2 separate regions of the Rattus norvegicus genome follow, and region 1 is linked to region 2. A link is a contact called in public Hi-C data. All regions are on one chromosome and are shown on one strand. Each heading gives the region's core, a stretch centred on a gene start, on an enhancer-like site or on the middle of the called end of the contact. The rest is flanking DNA. Distances are from core to core; before and after follow the strand shown. Region 1 holds the start of Eps8l3 (EPS8 like 3). Region 2 holds the start of Ahcyl1 (adenosylhomocysteinase-like 1).

What was found. Hi-C and Micro-C count contacts between places; a contact is called where the count stands out from the background.
Region 1: a Hi-C map of kidney shows a contact between it and region 2, with 3 times the contacts expected there. The contact joins the promoter of Eps8l3 here to the promoter of Ahcyl1 in region 2. A contact is called at or near these places in 2 of 12 Hi-C or Micro-C datasets (hepatocytes and kidney).

Annotation. Positions count from the first base shown.
Region 1 is chr2:198,198,460-198,205,151 of GRCr8, reverse strand. It overlaps Eps8l3 (EPS8 like 3), which reads right to left and starts at 2,290. Exons shown (of 19, transcript NM_001106463.1): 1 at 2,153-2,290; 2 at 257-311; 3 at 53-117. The coding sequence starts at 287.
Region 2 is chr2:198,014,280-198,021,420 of GRCr8, reverse strand. Ahcyl1 (adenosylhomocysteinase-like 1) reads left to right here and starts at 5,310. Exons shown (of 16, transcript NM_001108561.1): 1 at 5,310-5,423. LOC120100914 (a long non-coding RNA gene) reads right to left here and starts at 4,625. Exons shown (of 3, transcript XR_005501202.2): 1 at 4,490-4,625.

The sequences.
Region 1 (6,692 bases), core at 1,041-3,540, 190 kb before region 2:
CACACAGGAATGCTAGCTCTACTCAGAAACTGTTGGCCCCAGCGGTACTCACCTCCACCCTGTGCTGCAGGAGGGTAGGTTCTGAGGCCAAGCTCTGGGAGTATTCCTTCCGGTGCACTGTGGGTACAAAGTCAAGGGCAGTGGGCAGCAGAAGGGAGGTGAGGCTTGGACAATTGCAGGGATAGTGGAGAAGATGGGGTTTGGAGAGCTTGGCCCAGAGTGGGACTGAGCAGGGAAGGAAAGGAATGAAGCTTACAGTAGATGGCTCTGCTGCTGGGCCGGGACATGTCGACACTGCTGAGGACAGCTTCCTAGAATCACAATAAACCAGAGACAGTCATCGGACTAAGGAACAGGAGTACAAGGCTTGGCTGCTGTTGCTCTGACCTGGGGACTCTGTGACCAGAACTAAAGCCCTTGACTCCAGGGGACCAATCTAGCCATCTGATGTCCTGCTCCAGAAGTCCTCATCTTGTTAGGTTTGGAGACCATGGATCAGGGGAGGAGGGGCCTGCCTGGGGCAGGGGGCACTACATGGATGGCTTCCCATTATTTGAATCTGGGCTCAGATCTTACTCTGGGAGTAGATGTGAAAGAGACCATGAATGAGTTGCTTCTGTTGGGAGGGCAGAGGCCTCAGTTACAGTAGCAAGCCCTGTTTTAATTCTGCAAATAGGGAGGAAGCTCCCAGCTAATGACCCTGCCTGGTGTGTGTGTGTGTGTGTGTGTGTGTGTGTGTGTGTGTGTGTGTGTGTGTGTGTTAGATTAGAGATAGAAGATAGACAGACTTGCGGTGGGAGGTGCTCTGTGGAACTTGCTAGGGACCTACACTCATCTGATGTCTGACCACCACTCCTGCCTCTTTTCCTTTTGGTGCTCCCAGATGCTCTCCCAGAGACCCTCCCCACCTGAACTCCCTAAATCCAGCTCACAGCCAACTGCCTGGTATAACCACAGCCTGCCCAGAGTGTTCCCAGATGCCATTGTCAGCGCTGCCCGTTCCCCCCTAACAACAGTAGTGGTCACAGCAGTCCTGACAACTGGTAATTCTCCAGCACCAAGTGGTGAGCGTAGCTTTAAGGGATTTGCCTCAGTGACCCAGCAAGTACTCAAAAGAACCCCAGACCTGAAGCTGTTATCCCCACTTCTCAGATGAGGACTCTGCCACTCAAAGAGGACAACAGGCCTAGGGTCACACTGATTGTTTAGTAGGGAAATGAACCGGAACTATGTGGCTTACAAATGTGTCCCTGTTACTAGGTAGTGGGTCATAGAGGAGGGCCGCACTAGAACACACATCTTTTGAGATGGAGTGGAATTAAATGTCATGCAGTTGTATGTGCTGGGTGTGTGTGTGTGTGTGTCAAGAGAATGTGTTATCCATGTGCCTTTAACACAGTTTTGTGCGTCTTCATGTATCGATCGGCTTGGCACACTTGGGTTCTTTGTAACCCTGGAATATCCTGACCAAAGTGTAAGGGAGCACCCACGCCCATATATGGGGACTGTTATGAAAATGATAGAGAGCGGGTAAGGTGACTCACAGGTGAAAAAATTATTCTCCAAGTGAGCGTCATGGCAACACAGACAAGCAGCTGATCTCTGTTCCCCTATCAGGGAGAGCCCCTTTCCTAGAAGAGCAAAGGGTGCTAGAATCCTGTTCCTTTCCTCTACCTTCCGTCACCCTCTAGGCTGTGGCATTCAATTCCTGCTTCTAAATGGAAGAAAAAGGAGCCCTTTTCAGATTAGCCCTGTCCCAGTCTTCCACATCAGGATGGTCCCTATAGGTCACCAGGGGCTCCTGTTGGCTGGTAGAGATAACAGCTACTGCTAAAGAAACTACACTCCAGGGCTGGGGGCTGTTTGACCTGCCTGGGCCTTTTTAAGGTCAGGCATTGGCCTTTGCTCTCCCTTGTATACATAGGTATGTATAGAGCAAGGAAGGAATATTTATAAGGCTGACCTTGGAGGAAGCCTTCTAGAGCTCCTTGCCTTTCCTGGTCTCCAGCAGGTGTCTAAGTTCCCGAGGCTAATCCTTGCTCCTGAATCTAAGAAGATACCACAAGATGTCCCAACCATAGGAAGCCACAGCGGTGTCCATGCTGGCCCCAGGATCTCCAATCCTTGCTATTCGCTGGAGATAGGCTCTTACCTGATTCCCAGTGCAGTCTGGTGTCTGGTCTCCCAAGGAAGCCGATGCTTGAGCCAGTGGTCCAGTGTTGTCCGAGGGAGTTCTGTTTTGGCTTCTCTGCCAGCGCCGCAGGCAGAGACCTACTGGTGATCAGGTGGCCTGAGAGCCAGGAAGCAGGCTTTGAGGAAGCCACACCTGTGGTCTTTGGACTCTAGAGGGCGGGGAGGCCTTTCAGGCCACCAACCGCACAGCACTGTAGTGGACCTAAGTAAGTATGCTGACAGGTGCCAGAGCCTCACCAGAGACCCCTGTTCCCCAGCTTCCTCCTTGTTGGCCTCTGGCCTCGGGTGTGGCCCCTCATCTCCCTACCTTTTACATATCTCCTCTGGGGCCCCTGGATTAGCATCAGGCACTGGGGCCACAAACAAGAAAAGGAATATGTGGTCTCGTGAGCCTAGTTTCTGAGTTAGGGACAGGCTACTGATGGACCAGAGGCCCAAGCAAAGCTTTGGGTTGGTACGTGTGTTTTATGCTAATGTGCTGCACTCATGGGTGTGGTGTGTGCCCAAGTCTTGCCTGTGAATAGAACATGGCCTGTCAGAGGAGTTGAGCTAGGGTCACTTGGGCATGACAATGAGGGTTCTTTCGTCCTGGTCATGTCCACCTTCTGTCCCCTCTCTACCCTGGCCACACTTGTTCTTTACTCTTTCTTCCTCACCTTGCCCTACCCTAAATAGATAGATACCTTCAAACCAAGGCCTCCCTTCGATATTCAAGAACCCGCCTAGTACCTGCAAGTTGCATTGTTTAAAAACCTCCTATAGTGCCTGGAGCAGGCCAGACTTCTTACCTTCTGGAAACTCATAGCTGGGAGTAGGAAGTCAGACATAAACAGACATGAAAGGAATGAGGCAGAAGTAGAAGGAAGGGGGGATGGGCAGGGATGCTCATGTGGGAGCTAGGCCTCTTGGGACAGAGCCTCAGGCCCTGTTGGGGTTAGGATGTGTGGAGAAGACTCATGCGGATCATATAACTCGCCTACAGTCAGGATTCTGTCCTTGGCTTCCTCAGGACCCACTGAGAGATGATGTCCTGCTCCCAACATTCATGCAGCATTGTTCTGATGGCCTTAGAGTCCAGGGACCTAGGAAGGACCTGAATTGGTATGAGCCCCCAGGGAAGTCCATTGGGCAGCCAATTTCTGGGGCCTAGAGGTCAAACTGCCTGTTGGATCAGCACCACGCCATGATCCTATGTGAACTAGCCCTCTAGACCTCCCTGGGCCTTCTCTTGGTTGGGGTCTTAGCCACATGTACCGCTTCCAGGTTTGAATGACCTACTCTTTATTGCCTTCCCTCATCAAGGCCATAGTCATATTTCATTCTCAGGCTTGGCTTGGGTGACCAGCCAGGACCTCATTCTTCCCAACTCAGACCAGACCCTGTCTCTCAAGTCAACGTAAACAGAGCAAGGATTTCCACAGGTTACCTGGAAACAGAGTTGGGCAGAGACTCAACCCACAATAGAGACCTAGCCGACATCTTTGGACTAGGATGAGTACCAGCAGGAACTCTCAATATCGTGAACTCCATGATCCTTTGGGTGTCCTTAGAGTTGTGGGACTGGAGCTTTTTGGTGCCAGGCGCTTGGAAGTTGACTAGAGCAGGGCATTAGGAAGCACAGAGAGGCCAGGCCACTCACTTCTAGGGATGGGGAAGGGAGCTTCTTTGGGAAGACAGTTCTGAGTCCCAAGCAATCCTGGCTGTGAATGAGGAGCTGGGGCTTGGGTGGGAAGGAAATAGAACTCAGAGAGAATCTTCCTGGAAGTGAGGCTACAGAGACTGGGGGAACTCTCGTTGTTCATCCATTAGTTTGCCCCGCAGCTTCCTGCCAGGCACCGTGCCAGGCGCTAGAACACACACTTGTGAGTCACAGTCACTTCAAAATACAGCTCATCACCTCCCTCTAAATATCTCATGCCCTTCTGCCATGGTCCCACCTGTGGGTGTCCCACGGGGGAACTGGAGTCATTCATTAGTCCCCCTTCAGCCCTTACATCAGCCAGCCCCACCGCCCCATGTGTGGGCTCCTCCTCAGTACGCAGACCATCCCTCCTCTCCCACTCTGTGGTCATCTCCTTCAGACTGTCAGATTGTCTGCCTCTGACTACAACAGTCCAATAACTTGTCACCTTGCCTCCACCCTCGTTCTTATTAATCCTGCCTCCTTGGCTGTGGATGGATAAAGATCTTCCTTGAGTGGGGATTTGATTATTCATTTTTGAACCAAAACCACTTCAGCTCCCCTTGAGTCCCTCCTTGAAGTCCAGGTTCCTGCTGTAAATACGCCTTATCTCCCACCACCTGATGCTACTTGGACTTTACCCTGCACTTGGAGGACATTTTGTAATCCTATTTGAGTCATGCCTCTGCACCTGACTGGGTGCTGTCTCTGCCTAGGATACCGATTGGAAACAGTCTTCAGGTGACTCTTGCCTTCTGAGAAACCTCCTTCTCTCTGCCTAGGGATGTGATGATTCTGGCCTTTGGCTCCAGATACCTGCTACGTGTGTCATTCTGTGAGTGCCTGCATCACACTGAGGTCTGTGGCCCCATCTCTGAGTCTCTATGACGACCGAGATGAGAATGAGTCGTAAACAAACATTGCATGGTGCTGTGGAAGGCACAAATGGCTATGTTCTGTCTGTTTGAGTGCATCAGAAAGACACTCTGAGGGGCAATTGATGGTGTCAACCTTTGAGGCCAGAAAGGATTCCAGCGAAGAAAAGAAGAGGGAAGGGGATGTCAGGTAGAAGTTATAACAATAATTTGGGGTGGAGAGGTGAAACGCATGGTGAGAAGCTGGGTGTGACCATATCCCAAACTTACTCCCCCTCCTAGTGTGTGTGTATGTGTGTGTGTGTCTATGTGCATGTGTGTGTTCATGTGTTTGTGTGTGTGTGTATGTATGTGTGTGCATGTGTGTGTATGTGTGTGAGTATGTATGTGTATGTATGTGTGTGTATGTGGTGTATGTATGTGTGTATGTGGTGTATGTATGTGTATGTGTGTGTATGTGTGTGTATGTGTGTGTATGTATGTGTGTGCATGTGTGTGTATGTGTGTGTATGTGGTGTATGTATGTGTGAGTGTGTGTGTGTGTGTGTGTGTGTGTGTGTGCACATGCAGCAGCAGATAATAGGGTATGTGTATTTCTTCATCACTTATTAGTAGAAGACTCTTGAGATTTTTACAGAAGTGACTTCTGCTGTAGCCTGGAAGGCTTTGCCATTTGTGGCTGTTCATTATACAAAAAGGCTACCGATGGGGACTTCAGCATGCACATAGGTCTCAAAATGAAGGGACCAAGGAGCCCTCAGAGCCATCTTTACCCAGGAAGAAGGCCTGGATCCCTTAGAAGTGCCAGAATGGGCTCTGTTGAGGTGTCAAACTCCAAGGGCTGTGGAGGAAGAAGCTCTTTATTGGAATGCGGTGGGTAGGTGGGGGGAACAGTTCTCTGAGCAAACAAAGGAGTGGACCAGAGAGATGAAGGTCCCTTCCCCGGGAGCTTACATCTCCGAGGTAGAAGAGACAAATTCACACAATGATAATAACCAGGTTCCTGAAAAGCAAGGGAGGACAATGTGGGAGGGGTACGGATTGTAGTGTGAGGGTATGAAGGTTGGGAAGAAGTTGGGGTACACGACCTCAGAACCTTGGGAAGAAGGAGCTGGGTCTCATGAAACAAAGCAGTGGGTGAGAGTCAGAAAAGATCAGCCAGGCAAAGGTCATGTGGCTGGAAGGGAATCCAGATAGACTGGGTATGGGAGTGGCAGCCCAGGGTGGTAGGCAGTGGCCAGAACACGTGGCCCATGGTCTTGCTGGAGTCTGGCTTCCATTCAGGATTGTGGGAGGACACTGAGGTTTGAAGTGGAGGAGTGGCATGTTCTGATTTGTGCACTGTAGTTTTTTGCCTTTGCCTGGGCTGGGAGGATGTGTTGGAATGAGGTGGGAGGGTGAGCTGAGGAGAACCGCAGGGACCTGGATGGGAAGTGGGCAGTGAAGACAGCCTGGCTGCAGATGCACCGGAGACAAAGGTGCTATTGTAGAGCAGAGGACTGGAAGAGGGAGGGAGCACGCAGAGGAGCCGGGGTTTGGACTTGGAACACTGGGTGGTTCTGGCACATTTGGTGCAGACGTCGGGGAGGATGGTTGAGCAGAGAGATTCAGGCTCACCTCAGTGCTACTCACCCCCTTTTAAAATAAAACCCAGGAAATGCATAATAGAAAAATCACCAAGTTTTGTTAGAGGCCATGCTGCTGATCAACGATCAGTGATGAGCAGTAGCCTTACTGTGGATAATGACTCTGCCCTGAGAGTTTTGAGGATGGCATTCACCTTGTTAGTTTCAGGCACTCGAAGGAAACTTCTGTCAAAAAGCATTGGCAGGGGGTGGAGATGGCACAGTGGTTAAGAGCACGGGATGCTCTTCCAGAGGACCCAGGTTCCATACCCAGCACCCATCTGGCCACTCACAACCATCTCTAACTCCAGATTAAGG
Region 2 (7,141 bases), core at 4,061-6,560:
TGCCTCCAACAAGGCCACACCTCCTAATGGTATCACTCCCTACGGGCCAAGCATTTTCAAACTACCACAGGCCCTTAAAGTAAGGTCTGCTGACAAGAAGCAAAAGGCCTACAGAACAAGTATAGTCTTTCTTAGGTAAGGTCCCAGGCTAGATGGGGGTACAGAAGCACAAACAAAGCTTCTCTAAGACTCAGGGACAGCGCTCTCCACAAACACATTAAAGTCAACATATTTCAAGCTGATCAGCCTCTCCAAGAAGGCTCACTTTTCCTCCTTTGTTCTCCAAATTGGTGATTACCAGCACTACCCATCATGGTGCAACAGGCCATATTGGATCTGTCTCTAGCTTCAGCCTTTACTCTGTGCTTCTGTAGCTTTATGTCCTAAACACAGTAAAAGAGTGACAGTTTCCATGGCATGATAAGCTGTCTCAATGCCCCGCTTTTCCTAAGGCTGTGTCTTCAGCCTGGATTCTGTTCTCAATCATAGCCATCTGTTTACTATCAAGACAGCACATGTAGCATCTCTGGCTGTGAATCCCTTTCCGTTCATCCGCTGAGACCCACAGAACCTGTACCCAGCTAAAAGCCAGTGCCTTAGCCTATTATTTTCTCAAGCCACTGTTCCTACTATATCTCCAGCATCCAGTACAGTGATGGAACTTAAAACCTAGTTAACCCTACGTTCTGAGAACTGTGTCGCTGGGCAGTTTCAGCACTGTGTGAGCGTCATGCAGTATACCTTCAAAGATTGTAGGTCATACAGCCCTACACACAATGTGTATAGCACACCCATTGCATCTGGCTGTACAGCATGTTACTGTTGCTGAATACTGAAAGAGGCTGTAGAAAAATGGTAAATACTTTAAGAACATAAACATATCAAGAGGTATGTTTATTAGCATCACCATAAACCTTTGTGGAATGTGCAGTGCTAAAACTACTACAGTAGCTTTGTCACAGGATTATAGGAATAGTTTGATATCATTAGAATCTTGTTTGAGTTTGATTTTAGTCTTGGTTTGCTTTATATTATAATAAAGAACATGACCAAAAAGTAATTTTCAGAGGAAAGGGTTTCAGCATAAATGTCCTAGTCACAGCCCATTCATTATAAAGCAACCTAGGGGCAGGAACTGAAGCACAAGCTATGAGTGCTGCTTCCTGGCTTGTTCCCCATTACTTGCTCACTTAGCATTCTTATACCACCTAGGACCACCTGCTTAGTTATGTGGCTGCCTGCACTGGGCTAGGCTCCCCACATCAACCATCAGTCAAGAAAATGCTCCCACAGACATGGCTACAAGCAATCAGGCATTTGCTCAGTTGAGGTACTGATCTCAGATAACTCCAGCTTGTATCAAGTTGACAAAAATCTAACCAAGTTTTGGTGTCGTTGACTTTGTTGAGACAGGGTCTCACTACATATCCCATGCTAGCCTCAAACTCACATTGTAGGCTCAGATTGGTCTTGAAGTCTTGGTAATTCTCCTGCCTCAGCCTCCTGACTATTTGGACTACAGATGTGTGTACCCGTGTGTGACTCCATAATAATCCCATGGAACCACTGTTGTATGTAATATGTGGCATTTGCCAAATCATCATGACTTTGTTTTATAAATAAAGAATAAATTAATTTTGGGGTAGACTAAGTATTTTTGACTAAGCATAGCAAGCCCATGTGAGACATTGCAACACTTTTAGTCATGTGATCTTCTGATTCATCTTTGTCCTTCAGCTACCCCTTTCTAGGGCAGGATTCTCTCTGATCTCCAGACCTTTGGAAAACTTTCTACCACCACTTACAACTAGTAGTATTGTCCTTAGATCCCTCCTCTTCACAAACACTGGCACAGGGATGGTTCTCTAGTCTGGGTGCCTTTGTGGTGTCCTGAGGATGTAGCTTGCTTGATAGCACAGGTAGTGTCAGGTGAGGGAACAGGCAAAGACAAGCCATGTCTTGGCATCCAGAAGTGGCAGTTTCCAGTTGAGTCATGTGAGACTGTCTCGGGATTGGGCATGAGGTAGGCAGCATGCAGTGTTTCTCACGGATGATATGCTGCCAAACTCTTTGACTGGGTAAGCACTTTGATTTCCAGCCTCCACCTGGGGAGATGATGGCCACCATGGCCTTCTGCAGTAGCTGGTTTTCAGGAACGCCATGACCTTAGGCTGGATTCTATCACAGAGACCTATTGCCTCTCTAGCATCACAGGGGTGCCCTTTTTACCTTTAGACTAAGCATCCTTGTCCATCTCCCCTAAGACCTCCTGTCCAGTAAGGCACACTGGTAAGTGGAACCACTTGCTGGTCTCTATCTTGACCTAAGTCATACAATAAAGTTCTATTCTAAGTCTGGTCCAGTGAACCTGAAACTAGGACAATCCTCTATTTCCTGACTCTGAAGGAGTATAAGAGATGTATAGTCTTCAATCTCCAGGAAGCTCACAGCCTGGAGACCAAAATGTGCAGAGAAAGTACAAAGAACCTGGAGAAAAAAATTGTTTTAAAAAATCAAATCCAAAATATAGATATGCCAGTGCTTGAAAAATGATTTGTCTCAAGACACATATTTTTTTTAATTCAGGGGAGAGTTCCTAGCTGATTTCTAAAGACTCAGCTGAATTGAATCCAGGGGCTCCAATAATAGTTTGAACAAAATCAAAAAGATGAAAGCTCCTGAGTGGGCCAGTTGTGGTTCCCAGGCCCCAGTTCTAAAGAGAAAGGGCCTGCCTGGCCCTGTATGGCTGAGCTTAGTGTTCTGGTTTCTTCTCTTTGTCCCCTTTGGCCATAGAATTCCCAAGGAGAGAAATCTGACTGCTCTGAAGAGTGGGCACATGAGAGAATGCTAACATTTTAAGACATCGTGATCCTTCGAGGTACTTCAACAGCCCTCTTCAAACATCCACAGGTTTCTCATAGCAAGAATTCAGTGGTTCCAGAAACCTTGAGCACTGGAATATTGGGGGAGGGGTAGTGTCTTTTAAGACCACTTTTTTCTTGATGAAGTTGAGTCTTTAAAACCTGGTAAGGTCAGGAATGGTGGCACAGGGTAAGAGATCAAGGCCAGCCTGGGTTACATAGTGAGACCCTATCACAAACAACCTACAACCCAGTGAGGTGATGGATATAAAAGAATGGACTTAGAGAAGAAATTAGGGGAAAGGTCCTCAGGAAGACTTACTCCCAGCATAGTAGAGAAGAATCTGGCTTCTTTGAGTCCACCCAAGAGAGAAGGGTAAAGCAAAGGAATGAAAAAAGAGTCGCAGGAGGCAGCTAGATGTGTAGTGTACTAGAGAGCTTGAGGGAGATTGTGGCCGCTGAGAAATCCCAATGGTGAGATGGCTGAAATCTCTTTTCGGAACATTTCAGAAAATGTAATTGAAGACTGTTTGCTGTGTGATGTAACCTCTCCCCTGCGACCCACAAAACTTCATTAAAAGTTCTGCTACATGTTATAGCCTCATTTTTGTGGTCTAGGGGTGAGAGTTGGAAAGAGAAAGGGGCCGATTTGACTATAAGAGCTAAAGAAACAGTAAGACTGGAATAGTGAATAAAATTTCGGATGAGGCAGCAGACTAGGGCCAAAGGTGACCATGAAAACCTAAGTCCCCTCAGTAATTCACAGAAATCCTGGGGACAGCATTGTACTTTCCACAGGACATAGGAATTGGAGCCAATGTCATCTGAATGGCTTTCAAAGGATAAGATACCTCAGTTGACCCCAGCTTACAAACAGGCTTTCCCTTCTCAAATGGATGAGTTCTTGGAAACATAAATATGCCACATACACCTCTATCATCCCAGGGCCTTTAACGGGAGACTGTACACAGTAGAACCCAGAGACTGTGCTAGTCCAAACTGAATGCCCTGCACTTGCACACTCACTGCAAGTGGAGCTGGCAGGGAAAGACTACTGCCTAGAGAGTGCGTGGAGCAAGAGAACAGATTTGGCTGTGGCTTTTTCTCAATCTGCCCTGTTCTCTGCCCTCTGATCCACCCATCAACCTTATCTTAATGACCTCTTCACATCAGCACTGCAGCCCTTAGAAGGTCTTGTAAACAGACAAGGCCCAGGAGGAGATGGTGATGGAGGTCATAAAGGGTTGTGTAGAAACCAGACTACTCTCAGCTTGTTCTGCCCCCTGTGAAGTCAAAAAGCAAACACTGTCCCCTGGAAATAGGCTTCTGGTCCAAAGGGCCCAGGGTGTGTGTGGGCCGCCAGTGAGTAGTGAGTAGGTCTCCAACACTGAATTTTCCCATGGAGGGCCGGAAAATGCGTCCGATAGAATTCTGGCTTATGCTCCCAAGTATTGCTTTTGATATGCCATCTTCCCGATTCCCGACGCCCTTTCACCTCCGCATTCCGAGGTCTCCTGGGGAATTGGCAGTCCCAAGACCCTCAGTCTTGTGGCATCTTTATAGGAACCACACAGGGCTCAACAGGGCTGATGGCACCACCTGGCGGCAGACAAGGTACAACTACTCACCCTTGGAAGCTAATCATCCCGGAGCAGGAAAGGAGGGGCGGTTCCTGCGGCCCGGTCTAGCGTGATGACGTCACTAGAGCGCGCCATTTCTCCCCGCCTCTTTCCCCACCCTCCTTGGTGCTGCCAGTACTTGACGTGGCGTCTCCGCCCTCTACCCTTACTTTGCGTGCGTGCTTGCGTGTGGCGGAGGTGGCTGCGCGGGCAGGTCGGAGCTGCGTGCTGTTGCTTCTGGTTCTTCTGTGGCCGCCGTCGCTGTCCGGCAGGCTTGGGTTGAGAAGCCGACAAGGCGCGCGGGTCACAGCCCTTCGGAAGCCCAAGGAGCTCGGCGCGGGGCCTGGCGGGAAGGCGGGCGAGCGCGTGGCCCAGGGCGCCGCGCGGACGGGCGGGCGCCCGTGAGGGGAAGAGGCGGGGGCGGCGGGTTAGCCGCGGGCCGGGCCGGCCGGGGGATGTCGATGCCTGACGCGATGCCGCTGCCCGGTGTCGGGGAGGAGCTGAAACAGGCCAAGGAGATCGAGGACGCCGAGAAGTACTCCTTCATGGCCACGGTCACCAAGGCTCCCAAGAAGGTGCGGGGGCTCTGGGTGGCGGCGAGGGCCCTCGCGGAAGGGGCGCGAGCAAGCCCCGGGCCCGGACTCGGGTAGTTCGGGACTTCGGGCTAAGGTTTGGGGTGCTCAGGACCATTGACACGATAAAGGGGGTGGCCGGTGAGCGGCGATGGGCCTATCTAGAGCCAAAGAGGCCGCTCTGACCTCGCTTTTCTTTGTCCCTCGGCCGGAGTCCTCCTGGATCTTTCTGAAGCCCGACAGGGCCAGGCCTTAAATTCGCGACAGACTTTTCCTGGATGGAGGAGGGCCTTGAAGACGAGATTGGGAGGGGGTGAACGACTCATCTGACCTGTCCAGGGGATGAGGGTGTGCAGGAAATTTCCCCTCAGGTGAGTGGGGGAAATCAGGCAGCGCTTTTTCAAGGCATCTCTTGGGGAAGAATTGGCTGTTTCACCAACAACTGCGTGATAGCTTAGAGGCAAGAGGAAAGAACTATATGAACTGGTTTGTGCAGCTGAAGGTTCTAAAAGCAACAAGAGATTGAAGGGCAAAATGATACTCTCCTTTCAGTCTTCCACTTGTTAGGAAGTATGAGAGAAAGGAAAATTTAGAGGTTGGTGACAGTAGACACTGACATGGATGCGGGCTGATCCCAGTCATGTGAATAGATCACTTAGACATCCCTCCAGAAAGAAGCTTGGGTGGGTTGGAGAGGTGGGTGGTAAGAAATGATTGCTCATTCTTTACTGCACTTACTGAAGCAGAACAAGTTCAGCCTATTGTGCTGAGGGTTGAGCTCAAAGGACATCCTTGTACTGCTCTTGGAAAAGGTGATCCAAGGAGGACTGAGTCTAACCAGCTCTCTCAGTGGTGGGATTGGGATCCCCAGTGCTTTCTGTCAAACATTCTCTGACCTTCCTCTAGCCTGGTACCCAATTAGCAGTCTACCAACAGCAAGAGGTGACCTTTCTGAAATATTTCCCTCTTGTTTAAAGTCATTTCAAAGCTCATCCTACCTATGGTATTTGTGGGGTTCAGGGATGATATAAATTCAGCAGAGCAAGGTTTGCAGAGATAGTTAATCCCCAAGGTTCCTGCACCTGAACTAGTTAGGCTGCTCTCAGTGCCTGAGAGAACTTTATTTTCCTCCAGGAAACTAATTGGTCTCAGAAAAAGAAGTCATCACTGTGTTTTAGCTCTGCTTTCTCACACAATTGAGATTGTTACCAAGAACACCTTTAAAGGGTTTATAGAAGATCCCTTGATCCTAAGGGATCCAGTTGACCTCATTTTTAGTGCTCTCATTCTCCTGACTGCTTTGTTGGAGAAGTGACCTTTTGCAGTCTGCACTATTTGAATACAAAGTTAGAGTTCTTACAAGCAAAATACTTTCGTGCAGTACCTTGGATGACTTAAGGGAAAGAATTGGAAACCCTGATAGCTGAATCCCCCTGACTCTTATTTATCTCTTACCATAAGCCCACCTTTTGTCTAACTACTCCAGAGAGTATTGGTCATTTTTATTGTTCCTTTTTTTCTTTCAGTGTAACTATATTCTTGCAAGTCAATATTGATAAGCCAAAATCTGTATTATACATTGTAAACTCATAGAGGCAAGGACTCTCATTTACCAGTGTACATATGGGGCCTAGTTCTGTACCTTGCATATAGTACTTAAGCATATAGTACTTAATTGTTAATTGCCAATCTAGATAACCAGTAGCTGAGATGCTAAATGCCAACACCAGTAAATATCTCTTTTTCTTTTCTTCTTTCTGAGAGGAATATCACAAATGAGTATTATTGTGAAGCCAAGTGCTAATGACTTTAGAGACTCATTTTCCATTAGCTAAAATAAGCAAGTCTCTGCCAGGAGTGTGGGAAGACCCTGTTGTAAATTTCCATTTGCTAGTATATGTGTCCTCATGTTATTAATCTTGTTCTTTGAGTTTTGTTGTGTGGTACGTACATTGTACTTGTATTAAAATGCATTACGATGACTAATTACCTTCCCTTAATGATGGTGATAGGAGGCATTTATTTAGTTAATGGGCCAGTTGAGGACTAGTCAAGGTCATGTAGTAAATTCTGGGTAACTGGTTTTGGT